Regions from separate parts of the Macaca mulatta genome. Here region 1 is linked to region 2. Evidence: chromatin contacts called from public Hi-C data. All regions are on one chromosome and are shown on one strand. The core of a region is the stretch at or near the end of the contact, and the rest is flanking DNA. Distances in the headings are between cores, read along the strand shown.

Region 1 (4,306 bases), core at 601-3,100, 200 kb before region 2:
AGCCAAATCTATAGAAAGTAGATTAGTGGTTGCCTAGGGCTGAAGAGGATGGAGGGGGCTGGGGAAGGGACTGCTAATGGGTACAGGTTTATTTTGGGGATGATGAAGTGTTCCAAAATTAGATTTATGATAATGGTTACACAACTCTGAACATACTAAAACACTGAATTGTACACTTTAAATGGGTGAATTATATGGTATATTATATCTCAATAAAATTGTCAACAAGCAAACAAAAAGTGAAAGGGCTCTGTAACCTTTGAGTTTCCTGACCCATCTGCACCCCACTTAAAAAAATTAAAAAGGTCTAGGGAAATCCGATCACCCAGCTTCTCCCAAAGGGGATTTCTTACATAACTATAGTAAGTGTACCTTCCCTTTTCCTTTTTTTTTTTTTTTTTTTTTGAGACAGAGTCTCACTGTGTAACCCAGGCTGGAGGGTAGTGACAAAATCACACAATCTCAGCTCACTGCAACCTCTGCCTCCTGGGTTCAAGCGATTCTCCTGCCTCAGCCTCCCAAGTAGCTGGGATTATAGGCATGTGCCACCACTCCCGGATAGTTTTTGTATTTTTAGTAGAGATGGGGTTTCGACATGGCTGGTCTTGAACCCCTGATGTCAGGTGGTCTGCCCGTCTCGGCCTCCCAAAATGCTACTGCGCCCGGCCATACCCTCCCTTTTAAGGCGAGGCTCTTGAAGGCCCAGACCTTTTCTCCAGTGCTTTGAGGTCTGATCCTGATGATAGTAACACCTCACTCATACTATGGACTTTACAGTTCACAAAACACCCTCCTCACCCCCTCCCAAACTCGGTTTATTTTTATCATTAAAGGAGAGTTGAAGGCCAGGGTAGACCATAGGTTTTCCTGGTCACAAGAGACTTCCTCCCTCCCTGGGCTCCCCTCTGTAGCGGTGCCAAATAAAAATTTGATCCGTCAAGCCTGTGGTAACCAGTGCTAATATGCACAGCCAGTCCTGGGCAAGCCTGTTCATTATTGTGAAACACTACTGATTGCACACTCTTACATCGAAAGGGCCCAGGACCTCGCCTGGCCCAGCCTTGCCTGCCAGGCCTGGGCTGGGTCTCTCAGTCCAAATTCTCACAAGAGGGCCGACTCAGGCCAGAGCGCGCCCCTCTTTGTGCCTCAGTTTGCCCACCTAGAGGTTAGTCCCGCAGGCGTGGCGGGTACATCTCAGGATCGGCAGAAAGTGCCACTGGGAGCCCAGCCGGAGTCGCGGGCCTTGCGCCGGGCCCACTGTCCAGATCCAGGGCTCACGAGAAAAACGAGGACTCAGGAGAGGGGCACGCCCGGCCAGGGCCCTAGAACCCTACGAACTACAAAATCCCAGCAGACAGTGGGCCGCGGGGCGGGGTCTCGGAAGTTGCGGCCTGCGGTGCCTTTGCTGAGTCCCCGGAAGGCCTTCGGGGACTGGAGAACCACAACAGACCGGACACACACACACACACAGTCTCTCACACACACGGTCACACACACACGCTCGCGCGCGACGGGGAGCACAACAAACCCCCCCCGGACACACACAGTCACACACACACACGCTCGCGCGCGACGGGAACACAACAGACCCCCCCCCACCCGGACACACACAGACACACACACACACACACACACACACAGACACACACACACGTACGCGCGCACACACACACACACACACACAGACACACACACACGTACGCGCGCACATACACACACACACACACACACACACACACACACACGCGCGCGCGCCCGCGCGTTCTGGCCGTACCCCTACAAACTACAAATCCCGGCAGGCAGCGGGACGTGGGGCGGGGCCTTGGGTGCTGATCCGGACGCAAAGATTGTACCAGGCAGGGTGGGGTTCCGGTGGCTGGGTGGAGGCTCTCCTGCTGGGGAGGAGATGGCCTTCTCTTCTCACAAACCCAGCTCCCCACCCCTGCACGCGCCGCTCTGCTCTGGAGTCGCTGGTCCGAGCCCTCCTTCTCTGCGAACCTGAGCCCCGCCATGTCCTCCCTACGAGGTTGGGGCCGTGGGAGAAGAAGATGGTGGGTAGGGGGTTGGGCCCACAAGCTAGTAGGGACGCAGAGTGGCCTCCTGAACCCTTCCTCCATCGCCTAGAGCAAACTCCCATTCCTGGAGGTAGGAGCAGCCCAGACCCTGAGACTGAACTAGGTCCGTTAGGGTCCCTGTGTGGCCTGCAGGACTCATGGAGAAGCCCCCGGAAGGCCTGGGTCCTCCAAGTCAGGGATGTAGGTTCCAGGGTGTTCAGGCCGCGGTATCTGACCATCGTCGGCGCCCTGCGCCCAGGCATCAATTTTGCATGGCAGAGTCAAGGTGAGGTTAGGAGGCTGCCCGGAGGTAATAACCAGGTCACTCGCATTCACCATGCTCTCTCTCAAAGCACTCTCCTCACACCTCAGGGTCAAAAGTCAGAACTCTTGTCCTAACTTCCCAGGTTGCCCAAGGAGCTTCTGAGGCGCTACAGAAGGGACTTACCCAGACCCTTCAGTGCAAGCCAGGAACTCAGGGTCCGGCCTGCTCGGTGGGATGAGCTGTGCTGAGGCCCTACTTCATCCACCCTCCTGGGCCAGGGCGGCCTCTTTCCAGAGGCCTCTTCTCAGCTGATTTCTGGCTCCCAAGTGGGAGACTCAGGTTACACCTGTATCGGGAGCAGTGACACCACAGTGGCCAGCAACTCATTGGACTTTCTGTCTCCAACTCCATTTTCAGCTTTTACACTTCCTGATCTCGGCATATACTGCTACATCCTGGATCATCAAGGAAGGAGGAAAATACTTAGTCAATGAAGGTTTAGCCATGACCTTGTGTGTCGGTGAGATGTCATTCTTGTGTGATTAGGTCTAGGCGACCTACTTCCTAGAAATACTTCATTTAATCTCTAAACAACCTAGAAACAGCTCCAGAAGGGATATTCAAAGTAGATTGCCCAGACTCTCTTGATAGCAGATGTGGGGTTCATATTAACTGGTCGAGTGGTCTCTAAGCATGCCCATTTCTGCTTGGGAAGTTCTCAAAGGTTCGGTTTTCTGAGTGTTTCTGTTACAACAATCAGCCTTTTGTTGAGTAGCTCTTCTGCCCCTAGAGACGAGAGATAGGTACCATAGAAACTTGGAGACAGCTATTGACTAAGCCCCTGGACTCTTTAATAAGAGTGCATTCTCTCTTTTTTTTTGAGACGGAGTCTCGCTCTGTTGCCCAGGCTGAAGTGCAGTGGTGCAATCTCGGTCCACTGCAACCTCTGCTGCCTAGCTTAAGTGGTTTTCCTGCCTCAGCCTCCCAAATAGCTGAGATTATGGAATTACAGATGCACACCACCATGCCTGGCTAAATTTTGTATTTTTAGTAGAGATGGGGTTTCACCATGTTGGCCAGGCTGGTCTCGAACTCCTGACCTTAGGTGACCAGCCCACTTCAGCCTCCCAAAGTGCTGGGATTACAGGCATGAGCCACTGCACCTGGCCTGAGCCCATTCTCTTATTATTAGAAATCTTATTATCAGAATGTGAGCTTCTGCATTCCAAGGCTTAGCACCAGACCCCCAAGTCAGTAATGACCCTTGGGACACGCAGTGTGCCAAAAGCCGTTTAATGCCCATTCCTGCCCCCTAAAGATCCAATCAGCAAATCAGCAGGGTACAGTTAAAGTCACAGAGCAGTATTGTTAGGTCATTACAGGGAATGTGGCTAAGGAAGGGCAAAGCCCAGCAAAAGTTGGGTTCTTTCACTCCACGGGCCTTGCCTTTATTTACCTTCCTGATGACTAAAGCCTGGTCCTCCAGGCCTTGCCTCTTCCACCGTCAGCCTCTGGGCCCAGGAAATGAGCGCCAGGCTGCCATGCCCCTCCTCGCCACCAGGGGTCGCCCTCTCCCATGGCATGACTGCTCAGGTCCCCACAGTGGCCCGGGAGGGGGTGAGGGGACTGTGGCTTTGGCTCTGTGTACATCGTATGGCCTTGGCCAACATCCATTCTTCTTTGGCCTCGGCTTTTCTGTTGGTAAAAGGGAGGGGGGGTGATCTCAGGACCCTCCAGGACCATCAAGGAAGGAGGTGGGGTTGGAGATGTCGGGGAGACACCATGTCCAGTCTCTCCTAAAGGGGAGGGTAGAAGAGTGGCTGGGAACAGGAGAAGCTTGGCTCCCGGGCTCTGTGCTGAAGAAGGAAGCCTAAGCAGGGCCATGTTACATTTGGTGGAGGAGGGAGAGGGTAGGGGAGGAACAGACGATGGCTGCTCCCGCTAAGGAAGGCAAATAGAGGAAAGGACCCAGTGGGGTGGGGAAGGT
Region 2 (3,992 bases), core at 535-3,034:
TGCTAGGATTACAGGCATGAACCACCGTGCCCGGCCCAATGTAAGTGTTTGGTGTGCTGCCAGTCAAGAACTTATTTACCTTTGCATCCCTGCCCTGAGGCCAGCACAGTCCTGTCACACAGTAGGTACACAATGCACATTTGTCTAGCAAAAAGTACTGGAAAACAGAAGGGTGGATAGAGCTCTGCCTGGGTTCAAATCTAGGCTTTGCCATTTACTAGCTGAGATCTTGGGCAAGTTGTTTAACCTCTCTGTGCCTATTTCCTGACTGTGAAACAGATATAAGTGTTTTTATGAGGTTGTATAAAGACTCAATGAATTGGCCGGGCGCGGTGGCTCATGTGTAATCCCAGCACTTTGGGAGGCCGAGACTGGCAGATCACGAGGTCAGGAGATCGAGACCATCCTGACTAACATGGTGAAACCCTGTCTCTACTAAAAATACAAAAATTAGCCGGGCGCAGTGGTGGGCGCCTGTAGTCCCAGCTACACGGGAGGCTGAGGCAGGAGAATGGCGTGAACCCGGGAAGCAGAGCTTGCAGTGAGTGGAGATCGCACCACCGCACTCCAGCCTGGGCGACAGAGTGAGACTCTGTCTCAAAGAAAAAAAAAAAACAACAGACTCAATGAATTAATATACGTAAGATCTGAAAGCACTTTAAATAATGCCTAACAAAGGTAGGGTGTGGTGGCACACACCTGTAATCCCACCACTTTGGGAGGCCGATGCAGGCAGGTCATCTGAGCTCAGGAGTTCGAGATCAGCCTGGGCAACGTGAGGGAAACCCCTTCTCTACAAAAAATACCAAAATTAACTGGGTGTGGTGGCACAGGCCTGGGGTCCCAGGTACTCGGGAGGCTAAGGCTGCAGTGAGCCGAGATCGCACCATTGCACTCCAGCCTGGGCGACAGAGACCTAGTCTCAAAAATAAAATAAAAACTTAAAAAAAGAAGTAATAATGCTTAGTAAAAATTGAGTGTCATATGTTAACCAGTGTGATCTCTAGGTAGCAGGGAAGCTGGGGAAAGGCCATTTACTGGGTTCATTCCACAATTACGTGCTGGTCGCTCATCGCTGTGCCAGACTTTCTCTTTGCTAGGTAGCGGAGCACCTTACTAAAATACAGCACGAAGGGGCAAACCGGCAGATAAACGTCTTGCTGGCTCCCGGATACTCTGTGACAGCGATGCTTAACTGGGGTCTTGTGAGTCTTCCCAGTTTTTGGGGAGAAACATTCAGCAGAGATTTGGGAGCGTTGAGGTGGAGGTTCCGGGAAGAGACGAGGTGAACTGAACCTTAGGAGTAAGAAGTGGTTTTTCCCTACAGAGAAGGGGAGTGCGTTGCAGGAAGAGCGCGCGGGCTGGAGACAGGCGGGGCGGGCGGCCTCACCTCGGTGTCGCGGCAGGTACACCTGCAGGTCTGGCTTGCGGGGCCGCGTCGGCGCGGGCGTGTGCCGCCTCCTCACCTTCTCCTTGGCCGCCTGCTTCACCTTCTTGTCATAGTCGTCCCTGCGGGGAGCCGAGCGGGAGTCAGGGACTGTCGGGCCAGGCCAGGCCAGGCCAGGAGTGGCGGCGACAGCGCAGGGCGGGGCGGTACCGAGCGATCTGGTTCCGTCGGATATGGTGCACGAAGCCGTGGTTCATGTCCAGCCGCCCGCCAGGCTTGCAGCAGTGCCCCGGCCGGGGATGCGGCCCCGCCTCCATCCGGAGCCGGGGGGCGCAGAGTCGCCGCCGCCTCGACCGCCCCAACTACAGCCACCCGCCCACACAGGCCCGCGCCGCCCCTCGCTCAGCTTCCGGCCCCGCATCCTGACTTCCGGTCTGGGAGGCCCTGCCTGGCCAAGCGATGCGGCGCGCGGAGTTTTCGGGTCTAGTCGGGTCGAGTGGAGTAGAGTATGCTTGACTTCCACCGCCCGAACTTCTAGAGGGCTTTTGGTTTTGCTTCGTTTTTGTTTTTTCGTAACACATCAATAGGAAGCAAGGACTTCAGCTTACAGCTGATAGCAGAACATTCAGCAAAATGCAAATCATCTATTAACACAACTCGATGCTTACGGCGGTGCTTTCCCGTCTTTCTTTCTGGTAATAGGATACTGTGCAATCCATCACCATCTGCGTGACTTTGGCTTACCATGTAACCCTACTACGCCTCAGTTTCCTCATTAGTAAATGGGAACACCTAGAGCACCTACCGCAAATAGATTGTGAGGCCTTGAAATGCTCAGGCAGGGCACACAGCGGCGCCCAGGCCGCAGGCTCCGCGAAGGCTCTCCTGGCCTGGCTTGCCTCGTACCCTCGGCGCCAACGGCTTAACTGTCCCCGCGGGATGACCCAGGGTTTTTGAGGGACCTACGGGTGTATTATTTTCTTGTTTACTTCTTTTTCTTTTTCTTTTTTTTTTTGAGAAGGAGTCTTCACTCTGTTGCTCAGGCTGGAGTGCATTGGCGCGATCTCAGCCCACTGCAACCTCCGCCTCCCGGATTCAAGCGATTCTCCTGCCTCAGCCTCCGGAGTAGCACGTGCCTCCAGGCCCGGCTAATTTTTGTATTTTTAGTAGAGATGAGGTTTCACCATGTTGGCCAGGCTGGTCTCGAACTCCGGACCTCAGGTGATCCGCCTGCCTCGGCCTCCCAAAGTGTTGGAATTGCAGGCATGAGCCACTGCGCCCAGCCCTTTTTTTTTTTTTTCTATTTTTTTCTGACCACTGGGTTCATGTCACAGCGTGTAAAATTCTCAAGTCCTTTTACAAAAGTCAAAATCAGGAATTCATGATTAGGACAGGGACAAACGGCTGGGTGTGGTGGCTCATGCCTGTAATTCCAAAACTTTGGGATGCCAAAGTGGGAGTATCGCTGGAGCCAGAAATTTGAGACCAGCCTGGGCAATACAGTGAGACATCCTCTCTACGAGAAAAAAAATACATTTAAAAAGAAAGAAAGAAAGAGCCGGGTGCGGTGGCTCACACCTGTAATCCCAGCACTTTCAGAGGCCCAGGCGGTCGGATCACGAGGTCAGGAGTTTGAGACTAGCCTGGCCAACATGACGAAACCCCGTCTCTACTAAAAATACAAAAAATTCGCTGGGCTTGATGGCCAGCGCCTGTAATCCCAACTACTTGGGAGGCTGAGGCAGGAGAATCGCTTAAACCTGGGAGGCGGAGGTTGCAGTGAGCTGAGATCGAGCCACTGCAGTCCAACCTCCATCTCAAACACACAGACACACAGACACACACACAGACACACACACACACACACACACACCAAAAAACAGGGACCAATGGTGGTCCAGCCACATGATGGAGTGTTACTGAGCAATCCAAGGGAAGCTCTGTAGCTCACCAACATAGATGGATCATAAAGTAAATATGCCCAGTGAAAGAGGCCAGGGACTCTGTATGATTCCATTTATATAAGAAGTGCAAACTAATCTATAGTGACTGAGAGATCAGTTGATTTTTGTGGGGGTTCTCTGGGAGGAAGAGGTTATCTTTGGGGCTGGGTAGATTCTTTAAAAAAAATTTTTTTTTTTGAGGCAGGATCTCTGTCGCATAGGTTGGATTGTAGTGCGCAATCACTACTCCTCTCAAGCCCAAATAATCCTCCTGCCTCAGCCTCCTGAATAGCACACCACCATGCCCAGCTAATTTTTAAATTTTTTTTGTGGAGATGTGGTCTCTCTATGTTGCCAAGGCTAGTCTTGAACTCCTGACCTCAAGTGATCCTCCTGCCTCAGGCCTCCCAAAGTGCTGGGATTATAGGTGTGAGCCACCATGCTGGGCCCAGATCTCTTCTCTTGATTGTGGTGATGGCTTCATGGGTGTATATATTACAGGAAAGGATCCGGATTCAGACCCTAACGGAGGGTTCTTGGATCTCGTGCAAGAAAGAATTCAGGGTGAATCCGCAGTGCAAAGTAAAAGCAAGTTTATTAAGAAAGTAAAGTAGCCAAGGCCGGGCGCGGTGGCTCAAGCCTGTAATCCCAGCACTTTGGGA

The links. Hi-C and Micro-C count contacts between places; a contact is called where the count stands out from the background.
Region 1: a contact with region 2 is called in a Hi-C map of fetal cortex germinal zone, with 5 times the contacts expected there. The contact joins the promoter of SH2D6 here to the promoter of C13H2orf68 in region 2. A contact is called at or near these places in 4 of 14 Hi-C or Micro-C datasets (blood, fetal cortex germinal zone, fetal cortical plate and 1 more).

What each region holds. Positions count from the first base shown.
Region 1 is chr13:38,976,403-38,980,708 of T2T-MMU8v2.0, reverse strand. SH2D6 (SH2 domain containing 6) reads left to right here and starts at 1,850. Exons shown (of 18, transcript XM_077959143.1): 1 at 1,850-2,026; 2 at 2,737-2,839. It also overlaps a transcript of CAPG not described here.
Region 2 is chr13:38,780,887-38,784,878 of T2T-MMU8v2.0, reverse strand. C13H2orf68 (chromosome 13 C2orf68 homolog) reads right to left here and starts at 1,784. Exons shown (of 4, transcript NM_001193859.3): 1 at 1,598-1,784; 2 at 1,391-1,509. The coding sequence starts at 1,704. It also overlaps a transcript of USP39 not described here.